Regions from separate parts of the Sus scrofa genome. Here region 1 is linked to region 2. Evidence: chromatin contacts called from public Hi-C data. All regions are on one chromosome and are shown on one strand. Each heading gives the region's core, a stretch centred on a gene start, on an enhancer-like site or on the middle of the called end of the contact. The rest is flanking DNA. Distances are from core to core; before and after follow the strand shown.

What was found. A called contact is a pair of places that touch in the nucleus more often than the background predicts.
Region 1: a Hi-C map of liver shows a contact between it and region 2, with 2.2 times the contacts expected there. The contact joins the promoter of RANBP3L here to the enhancer-like site in region 2. A contact is called at or near these places in 1 of 5 promoter capture datasets (liver), 16 of 47 Hi-C or Micro-C datasets (alveolar macrophages, embryonic fibroblasts, fetal heart ventricle and 9 more) and 2 of 2 datasets of contacts at active chromatin or transcription factors (alveolar macrophages and skeletal muscle).

Annotation. Positions count from the first base shown.
Region 1 is chr16:21,608,763-21,614,562 of Sscrofa11.1, forward strand. It overlaps RANBP3L (ran-binding protein 3-like), which reads right to left and starts at 3,627. Exons shown (of 16, transcript XM_021076595.1): 1 at 2,541-3,627. The coding sequence starts at 2,631.
Region 2 is chr16:21,492,932-21,499,321 of Sscrofa11.1, forward strand. It overlaps SKP2 (S-phase kinase associated protein 2), which reads left to right. Exons shown (of 10, transcript NM_001171755.1): 8 at 1,063-1,114; 9 at 1,287-1,394. Among named protein-coding and RNA genes, the nearest start is that of SKP2, 33 kb to the left of the region's middle. Within about 2 kb of position 1,935, at least 3 of the 83 cell types and tissues checked have an H3K27ac peak or open chromatin away from gene starts, as enhancers often do. A contact at or near this core is called in fetal liver and liver, where this site is marked.

The DNA.
Region 1 (5,800 bases), core at 2,377-4,876, 120 kb after region 2:
AATATAGAAAAGTCAGGGCCACTGCACTGAATGAACACTAAATTCCAGGGCAGTAACTGGAAAGAAAACTCTGCCCAGTGTCACTTGTCAACTCAGTTCTCTAGATGACATTTTTTTTGTAGCAGTCAGTGACCAGTCTGGGTTGAATTAGCATGCTTCACAACTTTATGGATCGTGGTTTATGTGGGCAGATATTTTGAGACTCGGCTGTGGAAGAATATGGTTGCTTTCAAAACATTCTAGGCAAAAGCTTTGGTCTGTGAAAGGAGACCAGACTTCTAGTCTTGTTGATATTTTGGGAAGTATGTCATCATAATTATATTTCCAGGCTGCTTTGGATATGGCCAGTAAGGGAGAGACCATCAAGATAGCATGCCTTAAATTGAAACAACAGTGGGATACTATTTTCCACTTATAAAGCTGTAAAAAGAAATTTTTTAAAATAATACCCAGTATTACTGAGAATATATCTCTGCACTGCTGATGAGATGGCCATTTGCCCCTCTCAAAAAAAAAAATCTTAGAAACACATACAAAGGGTTTTGATCCCACAATTCTACCTCTAAGAATGTATTCCAAGAAAATAATGTTATCTCTGCAATGACTTATCCATTAGTGTATGTTAAACGTAGCGTTGTTTGTGATAGTGAAAAATTAAGAATCAATGAAATGTCCAGGAGCAGTGAATTGCCTAAGGGAATTTTGCTACATTCATAGGAAGGAATAGTATACAACTATTAAAAATAGGGGTGTAGAAGAATATATACATGGGAATTTGTTCATAATCTATTGTTGAGTTAAAAAACAGCTTGCAGGAGTTCCCATCTTGGTGTAGCAGAAATGAATCTGACTAGGAACCATGAGGTTGTGGGTTCGATCCCTGGCCTCGTTCAGTGGGTTAAGGATCCCCGGCATTGCTGTGAATTGTGGTGTAGGTCACAGATGAGGCTTAGATCTCACATTGCTGTGCCTGTGGCACAGGCCAGCAGCTGTAGCTCCGATTAGACCCCGAGCCTGGGAACCTCCGTATGCCGTGGGTACGGCCCTAAAAAGGAAAAAAAAAAAAAAGCTTGCAAACTCTATGTAAAAAATAAGTATTTTTGTTTAAACAAGTTAAGCAACAGAATAATCGGTACATGTGCATGAAAGGAAAGGCTAGAAGACTATACATTAGAATGTTAATAGCAGCTATCTTTGGGTGGTGATTTTTACAGGTGATGTTTGCTATCTTCTTTATGCTCCTCCTTACCAAGTTTCTATAATAAATAGTCGTCAACAATTGTGGGGGAGGGGAGGTAGCTTTAAACATTTCAAACAAAATGAGCAGCAAATAAAAAACCTATGAGGAATTAGGATTGTCTGTTAATAGAGGAGTACATTTTACAGTGCTATGAGTAAACTCTGGCACGTTCTAGGACTTTATATTCTAAGGCAGTTCAAAATATTAGCCCTGATGGTGCAAAGGGGCCTTAAAAGTATTCTCTTTTTGTCATTTAGTATGAAGTACTTTCTACTCACACTAAACTAGGAGTAGAGCATGTCGTCCTGGAACTGAAGTAGGGAGGCGACTGACACATTCACGCAAATGTTAGCACACAGTGGCCACCTTGGAAGTGAAACAGCCAACACTGCCCACCCCACTGAAATCTAAAACTGTGTCTATGGAAAAGTAAGCAAAGAGCTTGTAGCCTAGGTCCATACATAGACGGCTCCATCCCAGGGTATTGAGGAAAAGTTAGAAGTATCTGGGTTAAATCCTTAGCCTCTGGGGGGTATCGTCATCCATGATAGCACCCAGGCTTTTCTGCAGGTGTCCTTGGTGTCCCTGACAGAATGGATTGGAGGCATCATCCTACGTATTCATGTCAACCTCTGCCACTAACTGATATAGCTGACTGAGTAGTGGACTTGAAATTTTAGAAGATTGATAGTGACAATGGCTGAAGTTAGGTAGTTCAGTTTGAATGTGTGCCCATCATGTGAAATGTGACACTTTTCCCTGTCTGCCCCCAGCTGTTCCAGAATCGTAAAAGGGAAAGAGTCAAGAATATATTTATTGTGCCCATGAATGAATGAATGAGCCGGAGAGCCAGACAAAATTAAGCTTAAACTTTAAGTCCAAAAAAATTAAGTTTAAACTTTAAGTCCCATGGTAGGACAAAGGAGAAAGTTCCAGACTTCAAGTCATTCTTAGCAAATTCCACCTGTACAGCCTTGCCCAGATCAATGTATTGAACTACACAAAATGCAAATACTCTCGAAAAATGGCAGTGGCTGGAAGTGTAAGCATGTAAGTTTCAGAATGACAATTCCAGTATGCATTCTGGATAGTCTTCCATGATCCTTTGAAAACTGATGCTGAATCCAAGTTAACTCACCCTTATGCATCACTATTATATCTATTCTCAGAGTTTAAAAATATTAAGATCACAAAGCGTTTCACAACAGAGATCCCCCAGGTACTTCCCCGGCCCACCATCCTTCCAGGTATGCAGATGCACAAGAGATCACAGAACTCACAACCCATTAGCCTGACTCACCTTGATGTTGCTGGTCCTCTGGAAGTTTCCATCTACAGGTGTGCAAACTGTTGAACAGGTGGCTGCTGCCTTTGCTTTGTATGGTAGACATGGTGCTGGCAGTACGGCTGTGGCTCCCGTATCACTAGGGTATTTCCTTCCCTTGGCCAGTCACCTGCAGTGGTCTTCACACAACACCCAGAACCACAGAGGTATAGGCAGATCCTGTCCTTGCATGGAAAAATATTTACTTCTCTAATGAATTTTCAAATGTTTCCTAGTCATGATTCTTAAAATATGTGTTTACCAACTTGTAGCTTCTTCTGCATATAAAGATGCCAATTCATTTGGATAAAAGCACAATTAATTCTTCTTCCATTTAAAAGCACATTGAAACATGCCCCCTTATAATATAAAATCCTGCAAAGTAACTCTTCCTAACAGATTACAGTTTTGCAATTTTCGACTCTCTCTGCGGACTTGAAATCTAATGTCCTGAGTATTTAGAGATGTCTGCTAGAGTCATACATACACAAAGAAAAAAAAAAAAAGTGCTGCTGAGTTAAATCAAGTGATTCTAAGCCTGGTTTAAGTTACCCTCCGTGACAGCTGAAAGTGAACAGTTCTTAAGGGAGGCTGGAAGGGGGAGGAGCTGAGTGGGCCAGGCCGATTAGCATAAAGAGACAGGCAAGAAATGGCATTGGGGTTGCTTTCAATAATAGTGACCAAAGCAAGGATTCTAAAAAGATGCTCTGACGTTGCAGTATTCACATATTTGACTTGTGCTGCTTTGTTTGTAATTAAAACAAAAGCTCAAAGCAGGGGTTTATACTGCATGAATATTCCCTCGTACATGCAAAATCTAAAGGAAGTGGTAATGAGCTCATGGAAATGTACTGCTGGAACTTTCGATTTCTGTAAACACCTCTGAGTCCTCAGAAGGGGGGCAGTTTTAGAGCAGTCTGCCTGCCAAGGCAACTATCTGGAGCCCTGGAAGAAAAATAAACACACTAAACTTTATCTTTCCAGAGATCTATCTCTGTTTCCCTTTAGATTCTCTATTGCTACTTCTAGGTCATGAGACAAGGCTATTTCCAGTGTTTTCTGTATGTGTGTGTGCTCTGAAATAGGTCATTTCATTGAAATATTGAAAATAGTTTGGGAGTTCACACCAAACTATTTTTTTTTTAAGCAGAAAAAAATCTGACTAGCATCCATGAGGATGCAGGTTCGATTCCTGGCCTCGCTCAGTGGGTTAAGTATCTGGCATTGCCGTGAACTGTGGTGTAGTTCACAGACACAGCTCAGATCACGAGTTGCTGTGGCTGTGGCATAGGCTAGCAGCTACAGCTCCGATTCGACCCCTAGCCTGGGAACCTCCATATGCCACAGGTGCGGCCCCAAAAAGAAAAAAAAGAAAGAAAGAAAATAGTTTACTTTTCATTGAAAAATAGCCTATGTCATTATTGCTTAAAAAAACCCCTAAACACCTTTCATTGAACCTGGAAGCCTGCTGCCTTTGAAGTTGTAATGAATGCTGATAGATCCTGCCCTTCACGATTCACAGCTCTTTGTAGATTCAGAAAAGAAGTGGTTGCAGACGTGGCTCGGATCCCGAGTTGCTGTGGCTCTGGCGTAGGCTGGTGGCTACAGCTCCGATTCGACCCCTAGCCTGGGAACCTCCATATGCCACGGGAGTGGCCCAAGAAATAGCAAAAAGACAAAAAAAAAAAAAAAAAAAAGAAATGAAGTGGTGGGCAAGGACGAAGGAGATAGAGCTGTTTAGCCTCAAATTCTGGATCCTGCAGCTTCCTGTGCACATTTGGAAGTTGGTGCAAAACTTGACACCCTAACTAGAAAGTTGCCTCCTAGCCAGATCCAGATGAGCATCCTCACTTCACTTTGAGGCAATTAACAGTTCCCAAGTTTACTCTGAGCTGTGCTAACTCTTGTGAAATGTGCCACTGCTCTCACAATTCTTATGACTTTTATTATACTGCTTTCACTGTTTTAGTAAACACTCCATTGTGGTTTTTTAGGTCCCTCAGAGAGTAACAGGGTATAGAGATGTTCAAGCTACTTGGAAAGAGATTTCTGTTATTAGAGAACCATCATTTCTGCTTTGAAGGGCTGATATTTATCTTCTGCTTCACGACGGTCATGGTCAGAGGCTGAGGTATCTCCTTCCTGAATTACATAAAGCCATCCAGAGTCTATCAAGTTGTGGGCCCTCACTAAGCATATTATTTATATGAGTAAATCAAACACCCCACAAAACTGTAAGGCAGCCCTTGAGAGAAATGGATTTTTTTTTTTTTTTTTTTTGGTCTTTTTGTCTTTTTAGGGCTGCACCAGGGGCCTATGGAGGTTCCCAGCCTCGGGGTCTAATCGGAGCTACAGCCGCTGGCCTCCACCAGAGCCACAGATCTGCGACCTACACCACAGCTCACACCAACACTGGATCCTTAACCCACTGAGCGAGGCTAGGGATCGAACCCACAACCTCATGGTTCCTGGTCAGATTCATTTCCACTGTGCCCGATGGGAACTCCGAGAAATGGATTTTTAAAAAATATTTTATAATAAGAAATTATAGGCCCTAATGTAGGATCTAGTGATTCCAAAAAAATCCCCTAGATTCCTCTGTTTTTCCTTCTTATGATGGAGGTAAAGCTGGGGGAAAAAGAGAAGAAAAGGAATGGTCAGCTGACCGTAGAGGCTAAAACAGCCAGCCTTCTAGCCCCAGTGCTCCAACTAGTTTACTGCATAACCTTGAACTAGGTCCTTAACATCTCTGGGTTTGTGTCTTCGTTTGTCAAATGAAACAAATGTTTGGTAAGCAGTACGAGAAAGTATTTAACACTCCCTCTGTGAATATAAAGGCCTGGGAAAGGAAGAGGTATCCTGTTTTGTCTTTGCCTAAAGCTTAAGGAGAAAAAATAGATTTAAAACTAAACATCTGAGTAGAATTTGGAGGTGTATTTGAAAATCTAGGCTGACTACCTCAATTCTCAATCTCGGTTGCCTAGCATAATTACTCAGGATTAGAGAGTCTGAGCCCAAACTTCAGAATCTGAGGGTGCGAGGTATCGATATATGTATTTTTTTTTTAACGTAATCCCCCTTCAACATTATTGAGATGTAATTACATGCAACATTGTGTAATTGTAAGGTGGCACACGTGTTGATTTGATTCGTTTCTATATTGCAAAGTGATTACCCCCAGAGCGTTAGCTACCATCTCCATCCAGTCACATAGTTACCGTTTCTTTTTTGTGGTG
Region 2 (6,390 bases), core at 685-3,184:
AAAAGTGGAATTACTGGCCAGAGAGTAAAGTGTGTAATGTCCTGAACACTTAAAACAAATCCATTCATCCTCACAAAAAAACCAGTTCTTCTGAAAGGCTGTGTAAAATTAGATATCCACTTTTAGTATATGAGGTACCTGCTATATTATATTTCATCAATTGGGTTATTATAATAGAGTTTTTTCCACTTGATAGCAGAAGAGTAATATTTTGATTTTATTTCCCATTTCTTGCTCCATTTTCATTATTTCTGTATTTTATAAAAGGTATCTGTGTTCTTTGCCCATGTTCTATTGTTTGTCTTTTTTTATACTCTGCATATTAAGACCATTAGCTCTCTGCTAAATGTATGTTGGAAACGTTTATTCTCCGTTTTCTCTTACTTTGTTAATTCTACTTGTGTGCTATTTTGCTTTAACATGGTAGAGTTTTTACATTTTTATTTAGTTATTTATCAGTGTTCCCTTAATGTTTTCTTTTTTGTTTAGAAACTCCATACCTATCCCAAGATCCAGTGAATACTTACCCACATTTGTGCCTTTAGAAGTTTTTAATATATGTGGAATTTATTTGGATGTATTATTTGAATTGGAAACATAAATTTTTTCCAGTGGTAGTGGCCATATTATTTTTTTAAAATCCCTGATTTCACTCACTGATTTTGAATGATACCTTTGTGATATGTTGTTTGTTCATATATGTTATTTGTTTATATATTGTGGTGTTTGGTTTTGCTTTTTGCTGTAGTAAATGGGGATTTTTTTTTCCCTATTATATTTCTAGGCAGCTATTGCTAGACATCTAGAGAAGCTGTGGTGTTTGTTAACCAGGCCTTTTACACAGTTAGTTCTCTTACTGTTTCCAGTAGTTTTTCAGATGAGTCTCTTGGGTTTTCTGGGTGGAAAGTCTTATATGCCACGATGATAATTTTGTTTATTTGTCCTCATAGTGTGTGACTGTAACGCATTGTTCCGAATCCTAGCACAGTGTTAAGTGAAGTGTTGACAGCAGATATCCTTGTCATGTTCCTCATTTGACAGTGACCATATTTTTTTTTCTAGATGTCTCCACCTTAGTTGGAAGATGTCCCAATCTGGTCCACCTAGATTTAAGGTATTTTTTGTTTATTTATCTTAGAGCAGAAGCTGAAAAATCATGATTCCTTATTGAATGAGGAAAGGATCTCAATGTGTTGAATCAAAGGAACCAAGCAGGAGACTGTTCCTGTCTTCTCCCTCTGGGACTGATGGATAGATTTTGACTTTTTTCTCCTACTCTGTTACAGTGACAGTGTCATGCTGAAGAATGACTGCTTTCAGGAATTTTACCAGCTCAACTACCTCCAACACCTATCCCTCAGTCGATGCTATGACATAATACCCGAAACTTTACTGTAAGTATCTTTATTTTTTAAAGCAAGGATGGAAAGAGGTGTCACTTGGTGTAAAGAGTTGTCCCTGTGTTATTAACAACAGATGTTTACAACTTAAACATCAAATTAGAGTACCGCAAACTAGTGAGGAAAGACTAGCAAAACCAGGGCAGATTTTTTTTTCCTTAAAATGTCTGGCAAAGTTGAATTGATTGAAGTAGGTCAATAAACCTTTATTTAGCTGGGAGCAGGTTTAAATATTAGAAGACTGTACTAGTACTTGCAAAAGAGGAAGAGAGCCTTTACTCCCACGAAGCTCAGATTTTAATAGAGAGGCAGACTGTGTGTGTGTTTCTGAATTTTTTCAAATCAACTGCAGTTAATTCCATAACCCTTCATCTGAGCTTAGAGAAGTTCTGCAGTCTTCTAGTGGTGTCTATCCTGGATGGTCAGGGAATGGGAAAAATAGAAGTATTTAACTAGTAAATATTGTAAGAGTGGTGCTTTCTTTGAAGTGAGCTGGAGGCGGTGGTGTGGCGGGGAGTGGGGGTGGAGGGTGGTGAGGTTCAAAAGAGTGAAGCAATTTAGCCAAAGCTAAATATTGAGTTAATAGCTGAGCTGGGTCCACAGCTTGGGTCTCCTGGACAGGTACAAAATAGTCTGTATCTAATATAGTAGTTCTTCCAGGGGTTAATTTTGTATCGGCTCAGCAACTTCCACAAAATCAAGGAAGTGCACAGAAAAAAGCAATCTGGTCCGGCTTCCTTTTAAGAAGTGCTATTATTGTTATTCTCAAGCCATCCTGGGAATAATATCATCTCTCTCATTTCCAAAAGTTTTCCTGTATTTCAAAGGGCTGGAAAGTTCCTCCCACGTTAAATATAAGTATATTGCAATTTTATTGAAAACCGTAAGAAATCAGTATCTTGGGAGAGTTTCCATTGTGACTCAATGGGTTAAGAACCTGACATAATCTCTGTGAGGATGCAGGTTCAATCCCTGGCTTTGCTCAGTGGGTTAAGAATTGCTTCAGCATAGGTGGCAAATGGCAGCTTGGATCTGGTGTTGCTGTGGCTGTGGCGCAGGCTGGCAGCTGCAGCTCTGATTTGACCCCTGCCTGGGAACTTCCATGTGCCATATGTGCAGCCCTAAAAAAAAAAGAAAAGAAAAGAAAAAAGTCAACATCTTGGATTTGTTCTGAGGCCCCTTTCTCATTCTCTCCAATATTCCCTGAGTGGGGCTGCTGACCTCACCTAAGCTTCCTTTCCATATGAAGGTAATCAGACTTGTGGTTCATACCAAAGAAGGGTGGTGAATTTGAACAAAGAATTTATGTAGTTAGTCCTCACCTGACTGGTTTGGAGCTTGTAAGTTAGTTTTAAAAATTAATGAATAAATCAGATCCTTCAGCTATATGGAGTTAACTAGTAGAATTAGGGAATCCAGTAATTATATTTTTTAATAAATCACTTTAATTGATCTTAGGGCTCAGGGTCTGAGCTGCTATCTCATTTGGAAAAGCACTGCCTAAAAGGGATTGCCAGTATTTAGTTCCAGGGCTTTCATATGTTAGAGGCCAAACTCATGTACATGAAACTCTTATTAAAATCTCCTGGAATTCCCATTGTGGCGCAGTGGAAACAAATCCAACTAGGAACCATGAGGTTTCGGATTTGATCCCTGGCCTCGCTCAGTGGGTTAAGGATCCAGTGTTGCTGTGAGCTGTCCTGTGTGTCGCAGATGCGGCTCGGATCTGGCATGGCTGTGGCTGTGGTGTAGGTCGGCAGCTGTAGCTCCGATTCGACCCCTTGCCTGGGAACCTCCATATGCCATGAGTGTGGCCCTAAAAAGACAAAAAAAAAAAATCTGCCATGTGAATTTTCTAGTACCCAGAAGTCCTTGGAGCCTGGAGTGTCCACTAAAAAGGTTGCTCTGTCATCCCTCCTTTCCTGTCCTTGCCATCTGGGCTCCAGCTTCATTGACAGTGGAGCCCCCGAGGAGTGCAGTGATCATCCTTTTTTGGTTGCTTTTCTCAGGAGACTACCCATGCGTCCTACTTTTATTCTTTCTCTCTCGAGAGTTAAAGCAGGTAATACCCAAATGCTTTCCCTTGAGCAGGGGTTAAAGAGAAGCTGTGAGCCCTCACATTATAATATTTTTATCCAGTGGGATGGCAGTGCTTGCGTAGTAATATCTGCAGGCAGTGTGAAATGATGGTTCAAGGGTGAGCCGGAAGTCACAGATCTAGGTGTGAACCCTCACTGCATTGTAACTGATTTGTTTAGATATTGTCTTGAAATGAGGGAAACAGAGGCATCAGGGAGTTTAGTGACAAGTCAGATCACCAGAATAGAACAGACCACAGAAAGGTGCTGACTTGAACTTTAAGATAAAAGATATGTTTCTTTAGACATTACATAAAGAGTATACTGGTTTACTTTGTGACTCCATTAAGATGAATTTGCTAGTACCCTGTCCTTAAAAGTTTGCAAGATAAACTGTTTCTAATTTCAGTCATTGCAGCAACTGATGGAAAGAAATACCTAGTAAGGATTCTTAGGATCTTCAGCTGGAATTTCCAGAAAGTCATTTTTGCTAAAGAATTTTCCTTTCTGTTTTTGTTTGTTTGTTTTAGGGCCACACCCCTGGCATAGGGAAGTTCCCACGCTCTGTGTTGAATCGGAGCTGCAGCTGCCAGCCTACAGCACAGCCACAGCAACGCCAGATCCGAGCCGCATCTGCCACCTATGCCACGGCTCACAGAAACACCAGAGTCTTAACCCACTGAGCAAGGCCAGGGATCAAACCCACATCCTCATGGATACTAGTTGGGTTCTTAACCTGCTGAGCCGCAACGAGAAGGCCCAAGAATTTTCACTTCTTATCTCAGAAGTGGGAAATTGAAATTTGAGGTTCTTTCTTCCGTAATGATAATGCTTTGAAGTACTTGGGAGACTGTGGATTTTTCACCTTTAGACCAGGAGCCTTATATTTATTCCCTTGCTCCTTCCCTGGTCTGATATCGTATATCCAAGCGTTCCAATTATTCCATAGTTCTCATTTAAGTAAGAAACCCAAGCTGGAGATAGTAATCTGATCTGAGATTAGGAGAGACAAGCAGCAACAATTGTTGTGGGAGGATTTATAGTTAAGGAATTTAAGGTTTTATGAGGCAACCAGGATCATGTAGATGAGGTAGAGGCGTGAACCTGGGAAAAGGTTTATAAATATCTTTTGTTTACTAAAACTAAACAGCCATCAGCATCATTTTATCCTTCTTAAGTTAGAAATTATGGCTTTTAAATGATTCGTTTCTAGGTTCTGTCCCTTCGTTTGCTTTTCAGTCTCTTCCGTTGTATTTTCAGAGTGTTCTGCTGTGTCGTAGGTGATACCCATACAAGAGGCTTTTGGGCAGGGGGTGTCTCCTTAAAATGTCAAAGACTTTTTCTGGTTTTTGACTTGGGACTGATCATTGGTCCACCAGCCCGTGGTGCCCAGCTGACTCCTTTCTCACGTCAAACACCTGAGTGTCTTCCAAGAGCCTGGGAGGATTTCCTTCCTCGCCAAGGCTCCTTCCCAGTGCTGCTGCAGGAACATTTCTTCTTCTTTCATCTGCCATCCCTCCTCTTCTCACTCCCACCTATCATTTCGTCTTTGAAATACTGTCTGCTGCTAAATGCCTTAACAGCTTGGCTTCTCTGGAGATCCCAGAAGCAGAATTCTCTTGGCTATTCCAAAGTTCCCATATACTCAGATTTCCCATGAGAAGGATTTAAGGTTGGGGCAGGATTGCTCTCCTCTTAAGTGATAATAGGTATAAACATCTATGCATTTTGACCTTTCTTTATACTCCTGTTTCTGTTCCAGAGATTAGCTTTTTTCGAGAATAACAGCAATTTGTTCTTGCTGATTTTTTTTTTTTTTTTTTGGTCTTTTGCAACCTGTGGATCTTCCTGTGCACTCCCTCCCCACCCCCCTTTAGGAACACCAAGCATTTATTTTGTTTGAATACTACTTTGACTTCCTAAATGTCCCTTCTTTCTTATACTCAGCAGATATATATTAAGCATCTATAATGTTTAAGACACTTGGTTGAATGTAGAATAAATACCCCAAGAGGGGAAGTGAGAGGATGGGAAGAACAGATTTAGCATGGAAGGTCTTAAGGTCAACTGAACGGTTTGCATTCTGTAAACAGAGGGAAGCATCAAAGGCTTTTTGGTTTTTTTTTTTGCCTTTTCTAGTGCTGCTTCCGCGGCATATGGAGGTTCTCAGGCTAGGGGTCAATCGAAGCTGTAGCATCTGGCCTATACCACAGCCACAGCAACTCGGGATCCAAGCCGCATCTGCAACCTACAGCACAGCTCACGGCAACGCCAGATCCTGAACCCCACTGAGCAAGGCCAGGGATCAAACCCACAACCTCACAGTTCCTAGTTGGATTCGTTAACCACTGAGCCATGACGGGAACTCCCAGCATCAAAGGCTTTTGAGTAGGAGAAGGACATGCTCTGAGCTAGGCTTACAAAGATGCCTTGGTCATTGATACACATGCTCAGCTGAAAGGAAGAAAGATTGGAGGTGAGGTGAGAAGTATTAGAAGGAAGGTTTAACTTTTTTATTACTGGCTGTATGAAAATGTAAAGGATGCTTCTGGAGTTCCCGTCATGGCTCAGTGGTTAATGAACCCGACTAGTAACCATGAGGTTGCTGGTTCGATCCCTGGCCTTGCTCAGTGAGTTAAGGATCTGGCGTTGCCATGAGCATGGTGTAGGTTGCAGGCACAGCTCAGATCTGCATTGCTGTGGCTGTGGTGTAGGCCGGTGGCTACAGCTCCGATTTGACCCCTAGCCTGGGAACCTCCATATGCCGTGGGTGCGGCCCTCAAAGGCCAAAAATATAAAATAAAATTTAAAAAAAATATAAAGGATGCTTCTAATTCTAGGTCATTGATCCGCTCATTGATCTGCAGTGGGATTTTGTTGAAATTCAAAATTAAATATTCCCTTTCCTGAGA